Linked DNA regions of Zea mays: region 1 is linked to region 2. The links are chromatin contacts, called in public Hi-C maps. All regions are on one chromosome and are shown on one strand. The core of a region is the stretch at or near the end of the contact, and the rest is flanking DNA. Distances in the headings are between cores, read along the strand shown.

Region 1 (6,413 bases), core at 3,472-5,971, 680 kb after region 2:
GAGAGTGCAACTTGATTTCAGATTTAATAGGTGCAGCTGATGTCGATTTGACTTGTTGTGCAGTTTTAGCAGCCCTAGTAAGATCATCTTTCAAAATTTGGTCAGGGGTCATTGGATGTATAATTATTTTCTGGCCTTTAAACATGAAAGAATAATGATTTGAACGACCATGATGTAAACTATCAGTATCATATTGCCAAGGTCGACCTAATAACAAAGAGCATGCTTCCATAGGAATAACATCGCAATCAGCATAATCAGAATAAGAACCCAGCGAAAAGGGGACACATACCGAACGTGTTACCTTTATTTTACCACCATCATTAAGCCATTGAATGTGATACGGATGTGGATGTGTGCGAGTGGGCAAGGATAATTTCTCTACCAACGCTGTACTTGCCAAGTTGTTGCAGCTGCCACTATCGATGATGATGCGAATCGACCGTTCGTGCACGACGCCCTTGGTATGGAATAGAGTGTGTCGCTGATTTTTTTCGGCCTGGGCAACCTGTGTGCTGAGAACACGCTGCACAACAAGACTCTCATACCTATCGGCGTCGATGGGATCAACGTGGACTTCCTCATTTTCTGCATGGTTAGTGGCAATCATAGCATGACTAGTTTCCTCAGAATCACTAGCTGAAGAGTACTCACCATTGTCACGTATAAGCAAGGTACGCTTGTTTGGGCAGTCCCGAATCATGTGCCCAAACCCTCTGCAACGATGGCACTGAATATCCCGTGTACGTCCTGTGGAAGAAGCGGCGCCTTTGGCAGGGGGCGCCACTGGCTTGGTCGTCCCTGTGCGCGATGTAGTGCTAGGCGTAGAAGGTGCAGGGCTGGAAGGAGTTGAGCTGTGTGTTGGACCCCGGCCTGTAAAAGAGTTAGTATATGTCTTTGATCGTCGTCCCTGCACTTCACGTTCAGCTTTGCAAGCATATTCAAACAATGTGGTTATATCAAAATAATCCTTATAATCAAGTATATCCTGAATTTCCCTGTTCAAACCACCACGAAAACGCGCCATAGCAGCGTCATCTGACTCAACCAAACCACAACGAAGCATACCCTTTTGCAACTCCTGGTAATATTCCTCAACAGATTGTGAACCTTGTTGAAAACGCTGCATTTTGTTAAGCAAATCACGAGCATAATAGGAAGGAACAAATCTGTGGCGCATGGCAGTTTTTAATTGGGTCCAAGTAATGACACTGTTAATGGGAAGTTTTTGTTTATACTCACGCCACCAAATTAAAGCAAAATCAGTAAATTCACTAATGGCAGCCTTCACTTGGCTATTAGCAGGAATATCATGGCATGAAAATATCTGTTCTACCTCTAATTCCCAATCAAGATATGCAACAGGATCATATTTACCATTAAAAGATGGAATTTTAAATTTAATCTTAGAAAATAAGTCATTAGGGGGATGTCGAACCACACGACGTGCACGACCACGGCGATCTCCATCGTCCTGCTCAGTGTCACCGCCGTATTCCTGCTCCATCTTTGTGGTCAATGCATCAAGGCGTGCCAGGATGGTGTCGAGTGTGGTGCGAGTCGCCGTTTGAGCAAGGTCAAGTTGGTTGAAACGCTCGGTCGTCGAAGTGATCGTTGAATCAAGCCGTTAATGCATCGTCCTAATGTCAGCAGCAAGTCCATCAACTTGTCCCCTTACTTCCTGCAACTGGGCATCCACCATGTCGTGTGCTCCTGCCATAGTTAGCGCAAACACCAAAACACCAAAAGGAGAAAAACCAACGACAAAAACAGGGGTGTACTGCTCACAAGGCGCTCACACTAGTGCTGTTATCAAGTTCTTATCCGTTCTTACCAAGCCACAGTGGTGAACTGCAATCAACAGGTGGAACCGGTGAAAGATTGGATGAGCGATTGCGTGGAGAAACAGAAACCTGCTCGTCGTAGAAATATGTGGAGTTGTGGGTAGGCTGCACTCAAGTCAAGGATTAGCACGATCAAACAATAATGCAAAGTTGAATTATAGTGCAAAACACGAAACTATATTGCTGGCCACAGGTGCAAAGGATGGATGGAACTAGCAGAATGGCAGTACCGTAAATATTGTACTAGTGATGCCAAAAAGGCACTAGTAGAAATCACAGGTGATTTTGTTTTTCTTTGTTTGTATAATTTTTTTGATATTTTTCTCAGCACAAGAAGCAACAAGATAGGAGCTATACGCAGTTTCACCTAAAACAGATATCAGATGTGGTCTATAGAAAATCAGGAAGTTCTCTGAAAAGCGTGCGAGAACGTTGACGAATTTTTTTCTTTATTTTCCTGAATTTTTTTGACAATTTTGTCGAAACCAAACAGACCAAAGGTGAGTTTGGCCGGGCTCAGAATGGTGTCAACAAGCTCCTGTAAAAATTTCAGATTTTTTGGACACCCGAGCGAAAAGTTATGCCCGGTTTACGGAAGGTACCTCAAGTTATGTTTTAAAAACTACCGGGATGAAACAACCGTATCCTTTCTCCTTCGTTTTCTTTTTTTTGTTTTTGTTTTTTTATGTAACCGAAGGAGAAAAACAAGGAAGCGGTCGTTGACTCGGTTTGTTTTTTTTCTGTTTTTTTTCGTAACCGAAGGAGAAAATCAAGGAAACGGCTGTTGACTCGGTTTGTTTTTTCTGTTTTCTTTTTGACGTAACCGAAGGAGAAAAACAAGGAGACGATGTTGACTCGGTTTGTGGCGTGATCAAACGGGAGATGGTGGCGGCGCTAGGATTTGAATGGTGGAAGAACACAATGCAACCAGCAACAAGGAAACGCGAAAGCACACAAATTCAACAATGCAGATTATTGAAAGAAAGTGCGAGGCTCAAAAGGGTGCTGGGATAAGATCTAACCTGAATTTTTATGTGGTTTTGTGGACTGTAGGAAAAAAAACGCTCGATAAACTCACCGATCAACCTGGAAATCTGATACCAATTGATGTAGCTGAGGTGCCCGATCTTTCGGCGAGTAGAGATAATTCCGATTTGGCGGAAGATGGCCCTTGCGATCCGACTACGACGAGCAAGCCCGAGGCGCCAATGCAATCGCTGAACCAACTCCCTGTGGTTACCGACCTTGCTGATGCGAGATCGGCCTGATCACGAAGATCGTTTCCTGTGCGCAATCGAAGAACGAACAAGAACAAGATGCGAGCAATCTAATCTATTACTCGAGGGTGGAGTTCTGAATACACGAAGACAGCGCAGATTTGCGCGTGTTCGAGAGTAGCTAAGGCTAACGTAAAACAAAACTCCGAAAATAAAGGAGGCGCAGCTCCTGAATAAATAGAGAGGGGGCGCAGCCCCTAGGGGCGGCCAACCCTAGGTCGTCCATTATGGGCCGCAATTGGGCTGGTCGTCTATTCTTCCGGGCCTTCGTTCTTTAACAACATGATGTAGTTCAATTCTCTTGCACGGGCCCGAGTCACTGGCCCAGGTGGAAGGGGTGGCGCCTGGGCTAGAGAAGGTGCTGCTGGTGTAGATGTGCTCGTGTTGGTGTTGATGTCCGCATCACCTACCCTATCACTAACGGGTCGGCGTCAACCGTCCACTCTGTAACGGTCCAACCGCAGGGTGGCGCATAGGACATCGTAACCCGAGAGCGGATGAGAATATAAAGGAAGGAATTTGGCACATGGACGATCGGACAATCCGACGTTGTGGCCCGGTCAGTCTGTAAGAGTAGCCCGAACAGTCCGCGATTAGATTAATTTAGGCTGGAGTTCTTAACTCTTGCATGGTTATCGTAATGACCTATGGGAAACTGTTCCTCTTCTATAGGGTCTCTATTGGAAGGCGAGATCTAGGTTATACATGAAGCCCTCTGCGCCATCCCGAACGGTCCGCCGTCTACATGCAGACGGTCCGTGTACCTACAAAGAAGAGTGTAGTTATCTGCTCCACGACGGACGAACTGGTGTTCAACCGCGGATCGTCTGGTGACCTATCACGAATCGTCTGGCTCCTCGCAGAGAGGTCCCCAAGATCTCATTCTTCGAGAGCGCGATATAGAGATCATTGATGTTTGGATAAAAAACGTCAACGAAATGGGCAAACTTTAGTGCTACATATTTTTTTTAAAAAAATACTAGAAAACATTTATTGAATAATTTGACTTTTACAATTTAACTTATAATAAATTACTTGTCTCTATTATACTATTCTTCCCATTGGTGCAGACTTTTATTGAACCGTTTCAAAAACGTCACATCATTTTTTTGTCTATAAAACTATACATCATAAGTTTCATATAAAAAACTCTATCACCTTCTATAAACTCTCTTTCTCTCTCTCCTTATGAATCTTCGTGTCATCATACTTGTTAATATGATGGGATATCTAATGAAGATAAAGGTTAAATGAAATCACTACAGGGATAACCTTGTGCATCTTGCTTCGAGAGAGCTGTAGTTTTTATTTCTAACCATTATTCCGTTTATCAATTCATGTAGCAGTTTATGGTCGTTCCATGTAGCAGTTTATGGATTCTTTTCCCGGTTGAAGGAGGTTTGGACTAGGCTGAAACGAGACGGCGGGGCCCCATCGTTGTCACAGCCAGTCTACTCCGGCGGCCCAGCCCACGTACAGTCGAGCAGGCGATCTCGCACCCCTGGTCGCCTGGTCAGCAGTGAGCAGTCAGCGGCTGCGCGCCGCCTCGTCGGGACTCGGGGGCAGAGCTGGGGCTATCTCTTGAGCTGGTGGTCAGGTACTCAGGAGGTCATCCATGATCCATCCTGATTCTCCCTCGTCCTGCTCCCCTTTCCTTGGCCGGCCGGCGCGCGGAGTGGAGGTCGACCGACATTGAATTCCCTCTTTCCTTCTTTGCCGCTCAATTGCCCCCTTGCTCCGCGGGAAGCTGGCCACCGGTCCTGCCTGCGCAATCCATTTTGTTCGTACTATTATTGTGTAACCATTGTGCTCCGTGGAGCCGTAGAGGTGGAGATCTGGGTTGCCATTTCCAGTAAGCACCCTGATTTGCTTACTTTTGCTCCGTCCGCTATATGTCCTGGCCTCCTGGGTATTCTTCCTGATTTCACTAGGATTTCACAGGACCCTGGCCGCGTCCGCTGCGATGGGTCGAAGCGTCTGGGCGGTTCCGTTGGCTTCCCTTCTTGCGTTTGGTTTGGTGCTCGGCTCCGTCGAGGCCAGCCTCGGGGATGTTGATCCGCGTTACAGGTGAGCTGCATCTCTGTGTGTCTCTCCTCAATCTCTACTTGTCTCCAGCAGTACTAATTAGTTATGCACCGATTATTTTCTGTTGCTCAAGACATGAAGCAAAACCCTGCTTGATCTAGATTCTTGTAGGAGGATTTCCGATTTCATAGTCCCACTGTTGTTATTGTTAATCCGGTAAATCTTGGACAGGACATAACATCTATGGTCTGTTTATGACATGTAAAGATAATGATGTGTTAGTGTGTTACCGTTTGAATGTGGCTGATGACTACTCCCATGCTAGCTAGTTTGCTGCATAGTAATATATCAATTTGAAATAGGGTCCCTCAAAATAGATCACACGCGCACAGCTGAATCTCTGCGGCAAACGGTCATTTGATTAAGTTAACACTTGCTTTCTATGCCAAGTGGAACATGTATCAGTGTCTTATGAGACGAGATGTGAAGCAATAAGGCATGAGCTTTACTAGAACAACTTGATTGCCTGGTGTGTAATTTTGTAACAACGAGTTGGTTCTAGGATCCTAGCAAACATTACAACATCAACTTGGAAATAAGAATTTGGTTAATTATGTCTTATTTGGATTTGATGACATATTATGAACTAAACTTGCTATCTCTACACCTAAAAAGACTCTGACGTCATCTCTTGGTGACACCAAATCTTGATCCTTGCTCATGTGTCCGTGTTCGATATGAATCATCCTTCATTCACAGCTCATGTGTTGTCGTCCTACCCAATTTCGATACGAAAACCAGATCTCACGTCCGCATCCAATTACTGAGGTTTATGGCCATGGTGCAGTACACAGGCATATATCTAGTGTACCTAGAAAAGCCAAAGCAACTTACAATTTCGGACAGAGGGAGTACTATTTGTGAGAATGCAATAAGTTTTGAATTTATTGAATTTGACCCTATGACTTGTATATTGTGTCCATTACATTACTAGGCTTTTGAGGCTTGAGCATTGTGCCTGATAAAAACACTGCACGAAGGAAGCCTGAACCTTTGATGAGTTTTGCTGGGCCAGGTTGTGATGGAAGGGAAGCCCTAGTTGTATTGGATAGGAAGTGATTACATATTTACATATATATAGAGACCCAGGATAAACCCTAACCCTAATGGGTCGGGAGCCCAACAGTGGTGCCAACCCGGCTACGGATACATATAGGAAACACACACTCTACCCTCCCCTCGTAATCGCAACGGCAGCACCGCAAAC
Region 2 (6,206 bases), core at 808-3,307:
GGGTAAGGAATTGAATTGGGTTCAAAACCAAATTAGACATAGTACTGAAACGAGAAGTAATTCCAATTCTATTGTTTGGATGTCATGTAATTGGAGTTTAGAATTATGCGGTCTAAATCCATGCAATTCAAAGGGGTGACGCTCTGTACTGGGAGATGGAGTTTCTAGTTATAGACCAATTCCATTAGAACTGGATTTCTGTTTTCAAATCTCAATTCCATGTGCAACCAAGCAACAGAATTCAGGAAAGCTGATTTTCCAAATTTCCAAATTCCGTGCTACAATATGTACACCCCCAAACGAGCTATTAGGCTATTCTCAATGAAAAATCCGTATAGCTCTTTTTAACGCTGTGGTATCATCGAAAAGTGGTATAAAACTACGGATGAAACAATGGCTCTTAATGCAATATTTCACTTTACTATTTTACAGGTTAACATATCAATTACACGTTGCAAATCAATGGCCAATAGAAGCCGATGAAATATGTGAAGGTGAAGCAAATCGCTAGGTTTTAGACGGTTTTCAAGAACTTAGAATCGAGTTGAAAGCGTTTCATCCTCATGAAACTCAAATCCTCTTGAATGCTATATGTCATGTCATCAAGGAATCTGATGTTGCACAGTACTAAATGTGCGTGAAATCACCATTGAGAATAGCAATGTATAATGACCAGAGAGCTTGTGGACTGTAATAGAGTACGAGTACCTGAAACGGGTTAAGAAATGTATGCAATTCGCTAGTACTACAGTGGGGATGGAAGGAGCAGCAAACTGGAGTGGTGGGCAGCGACGGCGGGCCGGGTGCCTGCAGCGCGGGGAACGACAGTGGCAGGCTGTGGGCGGTGATGGCGCGTCTGTGGACTGGACGGCCGGCCACGTATCATTCATCCGTGTCCCCTGATCGAGCAGGCAGCTGCTAGCACCGAGTACTACTCGGCTACTCCTACTAGTACCGGCCAGAGGGGAGGGCGCCCGTGTCCGATGACATGAATGGACTTTTGTTGGCAGATGAGCCGGTCGGGACGGGAGAGAGCGAAGGCGGCGAGGCGAGGCAGCTGAGGATGGGAAGGAAGGAGGTGATGCTGATGCCTCACTCGCGGACCCGTACCGATGGCCGCGCCATAGTGAGCCGTCGCTAGCTTGTTGGGTGGCCTGGTAGTGTGTCCACCGTGAACAGCGGACCAATCCATGCATCCTACAACAGTCTACAGAGTGCAGACAGACAGAGACAGGGACACAGGGGAGAGGGCTCAGCCGGCGAGGAAAAGGGGGACGAACCAGAGCGACGGCCGCGGGCTGCCCCAGCTGCGGCCGTGGGGGCGGCCCGACAGCGATAAGAGCTGAGGAAAAGGGGGCCGTGTGTGTCCGCGTGCCCCTCTCGCGTCGTGCGTGCCCACCAAAGTATGCCTCCGAGAGGGTGAAGGGTGGCACCACCGCACCAGGCGACGATGGGCTCTGCTGCATCCGAGAGGCGAGAGGGTGAAGGGTGGCGAGCACAGTGTCCGACAACAGGAGTGGTTACCCCTCGGATGCCAAGTCCGCCATCCATACGTGGTCGACCGGGACTTTGAGCTGCAAAGCTCACGTCATTGTCCATACTCTACGTGGACACGTAGCACTCTCCACTTGTCTTTTTTTATTTTATTTAGCGGCACTTCCGCTGCTGCTGCACGATACAACTCTAATGATAAACTTGGGTTCTTATGATTCCCCGTGGCTTTAACTGCGGTCGACTAGGTTGGTCGATCGGTACAGCTACCAACTAATCGTATGTCCAGCAGCTATATAACCTGGATAAAGCATGGCCCAATAAAACTCCACAAAAGCGGGCTTCTGCGACTGGCAAAGCCCGAAGACCAGCAATTCCCCCCGCAGCGCCCCCACACGGCCTTCTCTTTTCTACTAGGAGTTCAGATTACGGTCTACAGCGGGCCGAACCCACGTTCCGTCAAACCGCAGACAACCGGTATCTGGAACGGAATCCCCCCCGGTTCCCAGCATCATCGTGTGCTCGTGTTAACTACTCTTCTTCTTCTTCTTCTTCCTTGACGGACATCCTTTTCTTCCCCGGCTTCGTTTCGTGCTTTCCTCAACCTCCCCTCTTCCGTGCCGCACAGTTTATCCGCTGCTTCACGGAAATCCTTACGGGGCTGCATATACTATATTCCCTGCGTTCCAGGCGGCCCCGCCCCCGCCCCCCACCGGCTCTTGCTGTCTCCTCTCGCACGGTCGCACCCCGCTAGCCTCCCGGCGTCCCAATCCCAGGAACTTCCGTCGCGTCAGGTGCGTGTGGTTTCTCCGCCGCTCTAGGTTGGTCCGGTTTATTTCGGAATTTCCCGTGAAATTTCTGGTTTGTTGTGACCGAGGGCGACGTCTCGTAGTGTAGTATATATAGTTTCGTGGAATTCTGTGTTTTGCTGGCTGCTTACGAGGATTGTTCATTTGATGGAGGAGTGTGATGAAACACAGAACCCAACCCTGGGAGCTGGATTTCAGGAGCTTCAGCCACATTCACAATCGGGCTTCCTTGTCTTTCATTTCAGCACATAGGATTTAGACACACAAAAAAAAAAAGAGAGATAGAGGTGAAATTAGCATGCCTAAATTGGAGTTTACAACTAGGGCAGAAAATTTAGACCAGTATCCTCCAGAGCCGCCTCATGATTCTGATCCGAATCAGGGCAAGGTAACCTCAATTTGGAGATGCAGATAGTCAAATACGTTAGCTGATTTGCGCCTCAACAACATTACAACACCAACTTCAACTTTTGGTATTGGCATTAGGACAGAGAATCCTGTGCTTTCCCCTCCAAAGTTGCCTTTCGATGAAAGGCAGTGGTCGATAGCTCTCCCTCTCCCCTAAAGGCATTAGGACCACTAGATAAGTTGTTTGTAGAGACGCCACCAAGGAAGCGGTGCAGATTAAGGAGGTGGAGAAAGAGTAAGGAGGCAACCTCCTGACAACCCGCTGCAGTTCAACATCAATTTTTTTTTGGTGCTAGCGATGGGCTGGCTGGCTATTCGCTAGGTGTAATAGGGCTGAAGACCGCTGGAGATTGTAATAGGGAAAAGGGTTTAGGGTGAAGGATTTTTTGGCTTTGCAGGAAAAGGGCGCAAGGCACACTGAAGGGCTATTAGGGACAGGGGACACGCTTCCTTCGCTGAACCTTACTTGATAGCATCTGATGCGCGCAGGTGATGCTTTCAGCAACTACAGGTGTAGGACAATGTCGATGAACTATGATGGGGATAGGAGTGAGGACCGCCAAAGCGAGGAGGTCCAGTCAGCATACAAAAGGGACAGTGACGTTGGTGAGGAAATGATAATAAGTAGCGAAGAGCAAAATGATGAGAATGAATGGAGCTGGGTGAACCAAGATAGAAATGGTGATCCTTTTGCTGAATCGGTTTCCTCACTTCATACGACACAGCAAATCCTCGAAAATGGTAAAAAAAAAGATCTTAACCTTATTCATGTTTCTCATGCACTTTAAAAAAAAAAAACAAAAAATTGCTTGTGTACCTTCTTACACTATGTAATTTTCAACCATGTTCGAAATGTGTCATGACTTGTTTAATACTTTTGCTTAAGGAACACAGTATATGTACAGTGTTTTTATGGTACATGGAAACTTGGAATTTCATGGAGTTACAGCTTTGCTGGCTGAAGTAACTTTTCCAGACCACACCTTTCTTTTTAAGTCTTGCTTTTCTTCAAACATGTCCATGCTTGCTTTGGTCATGCGCCATGCATTATTTACTAAACATGTTGTTTTGTCCAGTTATATCAGGTTGTTTTGTCCGGTTATATGTGACGATAGTTTGCTCACACCTCCCCCTTCTAAAGAACGAGTAATTGTGTCTTGTTCAGTGCTGCATTTGTCAAAATACACAAAAGCTCATGACTATAGAGCTCCCTGCCTTGCATTTACTATTTTTCTTTCATTCCATAGACACAGACAACGATCCTTCCTGGTATTATGAAGCATGCTTTCCACATCAGTAACAAAATTTGCTCTCACATCATTTTGAAAATAAAAGAAAAAATAATCATTGGTTGATTCACAATATAAGATAAGGGACAGGTGTGCACTTCTGGAGTATTTTGATGCTTTTGGCTAGTTCTAGTTCTAACGGATCACCAAACTATAGTGGTTCTTGGTTATAACAAAGCTGTGTCATCCCAGTTATTAGTGAAATATTCTTGAAACATATCGCTTGATTGGTGTGGTTATTTAAAAATTGTTTAGTCTTTGAGCTCTAGTTTATGTTTGTATTAACCACCTCTTTTTTTGTGTGTGCTGCTTAGAGATACGAAAATTATCAGAACTTGGCAAAGAACTTGAGGCGGAGGAATCCACTTCCGGTAACAAAGACCAAGATGTGATCCTTTTGCCGTATAGTGAGGCTGATGTGTTGGAACTGAGTGAGAAGATGGAACATCTTGAACAGAAAGTGAAAGAAGCATCAAACACCATCAGAGAGAAAGACCTGATGCTTTCCAAGCTTCAAATACTCATCGGTACTGCAGACAGGGCAGCGCTGGAGGAGGAGTTGGAGGAGGCAGCAGCTAGCATCGACCAATTGGAGACAGAGCTGGAGCGCCATCTCCAGGAGAAACTAGAGGCTGAAATTCAGTGTCTGTTGATGTTGAAAGCGAGCCAGAATTGGCAGGTCCGAGCGGAGGACCGGGTGGCCTTGGAGGAGCACAGGGCGCTGTCTGCCGGGGACAAGACCAGAATGCTGCTCAAGCTACGAGAGACGGAGAGCAAGATCGTGATGCTGAAAGAGCAGGTAGACAAGCTGGAGGTCCGGGAGAAGGAGCTCAACCGGACGACCGAGGTCCTGAAGATGCAGAGCAGGACCTTCAGAGCGTCCCTCTTTGGCCTCGTCCAGCTGGTAATGCTATGCCTGTCCCTGAAGGTGTTCTTCGCGCGGGTCTCGGCCCCATTTGACGAGGCTGTGCCGACATGATGCCGTCAGCTGGTGCTCTCTTCTGCCTGTAAATTAGCTCGCCGGGGTTGCGATGCCTTAACGCGTGTCCTGCTGTCTTACTGTAGCTGTAGCCAGTAGGTAGTATAGTTTCGTTACACTGATGCAGTGTAGGCTGTGGTGAATGACGTCTGAAACTACGCGTGTTCTGTTAAAAAAATTACTGCAGGTCTGTGCATAAATTGGGTTGGATTGGCAAATCGGGTGACTGACTGTTTGCAGCTTACTGAGAGGTTTCTTACTCCTATATGGAAAGAGTTTGCCAATTTCCCCAAGACGAAGACAAGTGGGATACGCGCCGGCGCGCGTATGCGATCTACCTCGTCTGGGCTGTGTTGACTGTGGGAAACGCGTGCAAAAGTGGCAGCGGCAGCACGCGCTGTGGGGCTCATGGGCTGCGGCCGAGGGCGCCCATCGGGCCCATACATGTGTAGGCTCGCCGAACGGAAGAACAAGCATAGGCCCACCCTCGGATATGCGCCCAGTTTTACACTAAAATTATTTCCGTTTTTATATTTTTTTTCGGAATCAAAAATGAAAATGATAACTTCGAAGACCATAACGACATCAAGCGAAAGCTCAGTAAAAAATACCCCAATTACGGTCGAAATCTGACATACGGTCGGTAAAAATCGTGGCGGGGCTTGGCTGGCTTATTGTAGCTAAAAACACGGTACCAGCTGAACAGCTTCTCAGCTAAAAGCACTGCAGCAACTGCAAAACAAACGGTACCAGCAGCCGCAGCCCAAACAGTTCTATTAACTAGCCGGACAGCTTTAATATGTAGCCTCAATTGACTTCAAAAATGCACATAAATCATACATCCATATAAAAATAGTAATAATATATGAATATACACAAATTTATGAAATGTTAAAGAATATCTCACAGAGTATTAAAGAAATATCCCACAAATATAAGTGCATTCATATAATTAGAAAGTCATAACACAATACCTTATAAAACAAAGCTATCCGATTGAAAACCCGGTTATAACAGTTATAACCATCAAAAACCATAAAACAATACCACACATCATACTATAGAGCATAGAACTAGCCATATAATTTGACCCATCATAATATAAATAACAATTTATAAGACATTTTAATATAAGGCAGAAGGTCACAATAAATATAAGACAATGAAATACGGCAATAAAAGTATTATCATGTATTTAAATAAAGCAATATTAAGTCTAGTAGCATATGA

The links. Hi-C and Micro-C count contacts between places; a contact is called where the count stands out from the background.
Region 1: a contact with region 2 is called in a Hi-C map of ear, with 2.3 times the contacts expected there. The contact joins the promoter of LOC100274102 here to the promoter of LOC100193088 in region 2. A contact is called at or near these places in 2 of 25 Hi-C or Micro-C datasets (ear and tassel).

The regions. Positions count from the first base shown.
Region 1 is chr2:41,247,591-41,254,003 of Zm-B73-REFERENCE-NAM-5.0, forward strand. LOC100274102 (Per1-like family protein) reads left to right here and starts at 4,722. Exons shown (of 6, transcript NM_001148481.1): 1 at 4,722-4,973; 2 at 5,063-5,188. The coding sequence starts at 5,085.
Region 2 is chr2:40,574,019-40,580,224 of Zm-B73-REFERENCE-NAM-5.0, forward strand. It overlaps LOC100193088 (WPP domain-interacting protein 2), which reads left to right and starts at 2,058. Exons shown (of 3, transcript NM_001138251.1): 1 at 2,058-2,285; 2 at 3,198-3,449; 3 at 4,312-5,191. The coding sequence starts at 3,230. The coding sequence ends at 4,976.